Regions from separate parts of the Mus musculus genome. Here region 2 is linked to region 1. Evidence: chromatin contacts called from public HiChIP or PLAC-seq data. All regions are on one chromosome and are shown on one strand. The core of a region is the stretch at or near the end of the contact, and the rest is flanking DNA. Distances in the headings are between cores, read along the strand shown.

What was found. HiChIP or PLAC-seq counts read pairs in DNA pulled down with a chosen protein or histone mark.
Region 2: a contact with region 1 is called in a RAD21 HiChIP or PLAC-seq map of pro-B cells, with 3 times the contacts expected there. The contact joins two enhancer-like sites. A contact is called at or near these places in 2 of 39 promoter capture datasets (the C10 cell line and hippocampal neurons), 1 of 15 datasets of contacts at CTCF or cohesin (pro-B cells), 3 of 484 Hi-C or Micro-C datasets (cerebral cortex, cortical neurons and large pre-B cells) and 1 of 115 datasets of contacts at active chromatin or transcription factors (CD8 T cells).

Annotation. Positions count from the first base shown.
Region 1 is chr3:37,804,205-37,807,536 of GRCm38.p6, forward strand. No RefSeq gene overlaps it. Among named protein-coding and RNA genes, the nearest start is that of 4930556A17Rik, 22 kb to the right of the region's middle. Within about 2 kb of position 1,692, at least 82 of the 459 cell types and tissues checked have an H3K27ac peak or open chromatin away from gene starts, as enhancers often do. A contact at or near this core is called in pro-B cells, where this site is marked.
Region 2 is chr3:37,951,676-37,954,740 of GRCm38.p6, forward strand. All of the region lies in intron 2 of Gm20755 (predicted gene, 20755), which reads left to right. Among named protein-coding and RNA genes, the nearest start is that of Gm22899, 42 kb to the right of the region's middle. Within about 2 kb of position 1,421, at least 3 of the 459 cell types and tissues checked have an H3K27ac peak or open chromatin away from gene starts, as enhancers often do. A contact at or near this core is called in pro-B cells, where this site is marked.

The DNA of each region.
Region 1 (3,332 bases), core at 442-2,941:
ACTCTGTTTCGTGGTGTGAGCATCTCTACATTGTATGTCCAGTTCCTTCCGGTAAGAATCCGGCCTCCCATCTGATGCTGCAGTCTATTTACTCTGTCAACTCAGCAGTGCTCACATAACCCAAGATGGAGAGAGAAGAGCTGGGTTTTAGACCAAATGGGGCCATCTACCCTCCCCCATCCACCTGCAGGAAGTAATTCTGAGCCATGTTCAGTGTCTTGAACTGCCCCGTGGTTTTTGCCCACAGCCCAGTGCAGTACTGAGGGAAGGGTCCTGGAAGCACCAGGCCACACCGAGATCCGTCCTGGCTTGCAAAGTTGGCTCTACTCCAAACCTTCTTCCTTTCATGCTCCACAGGAACGTGTTTTATAGTCACAGACTCTGACTTCACATTTGGAAGCATGGTTAGAAAGGGATACTAGGCTGACTGGTTGGCTCAAGTGGGTAAAGCAGTTGCTGCTCAAGGCTGATTGTGACCTGAGTTCGATTCCTGGAAACAGGTGGGAAAAAGGTGGGAAGAAAGAACTGAGTCACTCCACAAAGTGGTTCTCTGACTCCCACTTTGTTACATGCACATCAGCATTTACACATCTCACACAGCACACACACATATACAGTCACACACACATCCACAGACACACATACATCCACACACATTCATACACACACACACACATACATACTCACACACAAACTCACACACACATACTCATACATACACACTCACACTTAGAAATACACAAATTCACACACATACACACGCTCACACATACTCACACAAACACACACTAATACACACACACACACACACACACACTAACACACACACACTAACAAAACTAAACCAATGCTTTACAAAGGATCCTGCTTATTGTAAATGAGCATGCTGTTGTGTCTGTAAGGAGAACCGGAGGGGGATGGTATCCCACGCACCACCTGGATTTACACTTCTGCTCAAGTAAAATTTAATTGCTCTTTCAAAGGCAGGAAAATATTCCATTGCCGGGAAATATGGCATAAAGGGTTTCTGCAAGCTTCCTCTGGGTTTTTCTTACAAATTCTAAATGAGAATTTTCTGCCAATTTCGGGGCAGCAGCAGAGGGGCTGAACAGTTTTGACCATGGTTTTGATTATGATTGTCTATACGGCATCAATAAAAATAACAAGAGCTGGGTCTGATGGGCACTGAGGTTTCTTAAAAAGCTAATAAAAATTACAGGCAGCGGGAATACATCTTAGGTTTTAGCTGTTTTTCTTATACTGCATATGGAAAGTCTATTTCTCAATATTTTAGTGCTAGGAGCACAATAACTGGAGAAGGCTATGTTCTCTTCAAAGTGCCAATAAGAATTCAAAATGTCAGTTTTCCAGCACAACCCAGGCTGAAATCAACCTGTTTTATGGCAATTCTGGGCTCTGGCAGCGGAACACAGCAGAGGTTTAGAGGACTGGGTGAACTGATCAGGTCCCACCCTCCTGAGATGAGCAACACATGGGGTGGCTTGTGTGACTTGTAAGCAGAGAGTCTGCATTTCTGTGGTGTGTGTCTGCTGCCACCACCACAACAGCGCTTGTGGAAGATCTGCAGGTGGACATTCCTCAGGAGGTTGTATGGTGGGAGTTAGTGAGTAGTGCCTTACACTGAGGCGGTCCTGCTGTCTCTGGGAAGGGAAACCCACATCCATTGCTCATAACCACTGTGGCATCAGGCGAGGAGATGCAGGAAGATGACATGCCACATGGCAGTGACAGGAAGCAGCTGTCCCAGCCAAGAGAAACACTCCGTTTTCACCTGCTTCCCCTTCTCTGTAACCAGAGCCCCTTACGACACAGGTGTCTTGGCATGGGGCTGCCGTAGATGGCTATTAAGTGTGTCACAAGAGGAGAGAATAAAAGAATTTAAATCCTTCTGTGGTCATGTGTCTCATATTATAGACGCAGATGGAGTAGTGGCCAAATCTTCTTAAGTTCCATTTCTTTTTTTTTAAATCTAAATTTAGTAGTGGCAAAACCATCAAAGACACTGAGCCAGTAGCTAAGACATTTTCCTACAAGGAAAACTTAAGGAATAGATTATTTTAACTGAAGAATCTTCCAAACATTGAAGTTATTATACAGATCGGGCACATTTTACTCCAAAACATACAAAGAGGAAAATCAGCTACTCACTTTGTGTTTCTGAAATCGTTGATTAATCAAAACAAAACTAAACAACAAACAAACAAAATTAAAAAAAACTGAAAGTGAACAACAAAAACAAAATAAAAACCTTCCCAAATGGACATATTTAAAGTTCAAAAATTCAGATGACACATTTTTAGAATTAATAATTAAATCAAATTCAACAATATATTTTTAAAAATTGTGGCCACGTTGAATTTCTGTTTTTCTGATTTCAGGTCAAAGCCAAGAGCCATCAATTCAAAAAGAAAGGCCTTTGATGAACTTCAGAATCCAGTCATGGCAAGAGCACTTAGTGATTTATAAATTAAAGGCATAATATTGATAAAGGGTATTTGAGGAAAAAAACCTCACTAACTATAACATTGAATTGTGAAATATTGACGACAACCCCAAAGCTACTTAGAATAAGAAAATGATTACTTTAACATTGCTTTATAATCTTAATACAATGGATCCAACCCAGGGCCTTGTGCTCGCTAAGAGATATCCCTCATCTAAGAACTGCAATTTGTAGAGGTTGGAAGGAGGTAAAAATGAGCTGCGCTTGGAAAATGCTTTGGTTGCATGAGTTAGGAAAATCTAGGAGTCCACAGATAATCATTTCAAGATTGCTGGATACCACATGGAGTGGAGGTGTACACAGGCCTGCCCAGGAACCTCAGGCAGAGGATGGCTTCTAGGGGAAAAAGACTCAGCTCTCCCTCTCCCCCCTCCCCCTCCCCTCCCCCTCCCCCTCCCTCTCTCCAGACAGGGTCTCATTAGGTAGCTCTGTCTTAGAACTCTCTATGTAGACCAAATGTGTGTAGAGCTGACAAGATCAAGATCCCCCTGCCTCCACCCACTACGGCTGGGATAAAAAGCATTTGCTGCCATATCTGGAGACAGGTTTGTTTGTTTGTTTGTTTGTTTGTTTGTTTGTTTGTTTGTTTTTTGATGTGCCTCCTGATAGGTGGATCTCCAGGGATACCCTTACATGCATGTGTCTATGGACAATGTATAGGCAGCACAAACTGGACTCTGTGGGTTACAGCATGGGAGGAGGAGCTGGTGAATATGAGCCAAACAGGTTGTACACATGCACCAAATCCCAAAGTATTAACAAAGTATTATGCAAAAAGATAGCTGGATAGAAAATCCTTTAAGAAATT
Region 2 (3,065 bases), core at 171-2,670, 150 kb after region 1:
GAAAGCCCTCCCCAGCAGCCATGTGGGAAGCCATGTCTGATGGGCTGATTGGTAGAATGGGAAGAGAGTCGAGCCAGAGAATGTATCTGAGTGAAGCAATAAGTTGAGGAATCCCACATTCAAAAACAGATGAGCTGACTACAATAGAAATAGCCACTCTGTCTTGACAGGCTTTATTGATGGTCTGCTAATATTTTGAAAGGGCTCCTGAGGCTAACACGATATATTTTCTCTTATATTGAGCAATACTTACTGATTGAGATTTCCTAAAGAACCAAGCTGTGGCTGTTTTATATAGAGGTTGAAAGCCAATGTTGGCTGTAAGCAAAATTTACGATGTCCGTTAATTAGCACTTCCAGGCACAATCAACACAGGTAAATTTGTAGCCAGATAAACAATGAAGGCTTTAGTTTGTTTGTTTAGCCTGCGTGTGTCCTGTGTAATATTTGGAACACACCTGAGCTAGAAAATGCAGCTGTCTTTTTAAAGTTCCGTGTAACTGGGTACCCTGTAGTTTATGTACTGAGACTGTTGGTCTTAAGCACTGCCTTTGTGCCATCCTGCTTCTTTATGCTATGCCACTGAAGCTCCTTCTAATAATAGTCAATTTCTCAACTCTATTAAGTCAGACTGACTTTGTGATTTTTTTTGACCCATAAGACACAGCCAAAGAGACATTGTGCAAATCAAGGCATGCAGGCTAGGCTACTATGTGACTCCCATCTTTGCTCTCCTGGAACCCTACAGCTATGTGTGTCAAAGGCTGGGACTCAGTTGCCAAGAGGAGCCACATGGAAAGAGGAGGCCCCATTCTGATTACAAGAGGCCATTGCTGATCCAGAGCTCTTGGGAACCTCCAAATGTTCATGACTTTTCAAATGAACTAGTTGAAGGAGCCAGCCAGCCAATGCACAGATTGCTGGTAGAGATGACTTACTGGAGTTGGAACCTATTCTACTTTGAGTTAGTTTTCTGCACAGCAGTAGATAGCTGATATAGTCCCACTCAGGACAAGCCTAAAAAAATCTTAATACTGGTATCAAGTATGGTTTGTCTCCAACAGGATGGGTAGACTAACAGACACTCTCAACACAAAACACAGGCAGGCCATATAAAACATTTAAGAACATAGTTATACCATATAAACAGGTTTGTATTGATAAAAGAAGGAAAATAACTAGAATTCAAGAATAGAAGTGAAGGAACAATCTAGAGGTCCAAGAATGCAGGGACCGGAAGTCATGACCAGGTGACAGGAAAGAGTGAAGGCCAGAAGGAGACAGCTGTATTTCTTCTTGTTCAGGCCCGCTCTTAAAATCTGTTAAAACTCATATGGAGATCCACAAAGCATGGTCTGGAGACTGACAGATTTTATCTAAAAATCAGTGTTATAGGCCAGGCACTAATTCCACTCAGGTCCCACAGTGCCCTCCTCAGGTCTACCCTGGGAATCCGGAGGCTCAAAAATGACTTCTGCCTCCAACCAGCCCTTCCTTCTCATACAATACTGCCTTTCTGAACTCAAACAGGGGAGGCTAAGACCAGTCTGGGTCAAAGCCATGACAGACATTGAGTGGATTAAGCACCTTTTCTAGGCTATTCACTTGTCCCATCTTTCCCAGGCTATACTCAAATGCAGGCAAAGCCATACCTATTCCTGAGGATGAGGAGGAATGGACAGATATTCTTAGGTAGCCCTTGATACCTAAACATGGTTAGTAGTACTTATAGAACATAAATCCCAAGTTAACTGAGCATAGATAGACTCACGATATGCCAGGTTTTAAATCACCATGACTGAGTTGCTTTCTGATGGTGTATTAGCTAGTTTTCTTGCTGCTTTGACAGATTTTCTGACAGAAGCAACTCATGTGAGAGAAACATTATTCAAGCCTATAGTATCAGAGGTTCTCACCTATCACAGTGGGGAAAGAATCAGCCAGCCCTTGGAGACAGTGGCTGCTCCTGTCTCATGCTAAAGATAGGAAGGAGAAAGCTCAAGGCCAGAATCAGGGCTGACTATAACCTCAAAGGCTCATCCCTAGACACCCACTTCCATTAGTAAGATCCTAAAGTCTCTAAACACACGAGAAACAAGAGTTTGAAACATGAGTCTGTGGGAGACATTTTAAATTCAAGCCAGAGCATCCTGGCCCTGAACATAATAGTCTCAGAACTATCTCATAATGCAAAATACATTCTAACTTCAAAAGTCCCTAGAATCTTAACAGTTTTAGTTCAAAGTCTCTTCTTAGACTCAAGGCAAATTCTTTGCTGTAAGCCCTATCTGATCAGGGGCTGCGCATTACATACTACCAGTATATAATAACAGGGTAAATACCCTCACCCGTAAAGTAAGGAATGGGGGCACCAGAGGAAAATGGAGTCAATGCAAGATGAAACCCAGCAGGACCATAGCTACAAAGGTCTACATCTTTGTGTTTGGCATCTGGAACATCTGGAGGCATGATGTGAGATTGGACAGCCCCACCTCTACATCCCTGCCATTTGTGGCCCATGTGTCCTCTCTCTGGGCTCATTTCCACTTGGTTTTATCATCTTTCCTCAGAAAATGCTCCATGTTGCTGGCATCCAACATCTTGTGGTCTCAGTTTCAACTTAGACTTCATCCTTAAAGCTTTCTGGATTGTCTCATGGGACCTCTCTATGGAGAATTGACCTTATACTTCTCACCTTCACAGGCTTCTGCTGAAATCTTGGCACAAGGTCCCCTAACCTCATGATTTTTGTATTCTGCAGGTATGCAAAACACTATGTGGGGGATAATTCAAATGTAGCTGGGTCTCCCTAGGAACCTAGGGCTCTGTTTGAATGGTGTGTTCCTATTCTTTTAGACAGTGTCTTCTTAAGTGTTTGAATTTTTTACATCCTAGAACCACTTGTGGGTGGGGTGTTCTTCATTATTGCTTCTGCAGTACAACATCCTCAATTTCTCCCTAATGTCCTGATCTCTAATGATTTTAGCATTTTGCCTCATTGGCATCACCCTGTCTGTAGCATGTTTAGTATGCTCATATTCCCTTCTCCACCAAATTACAATTCT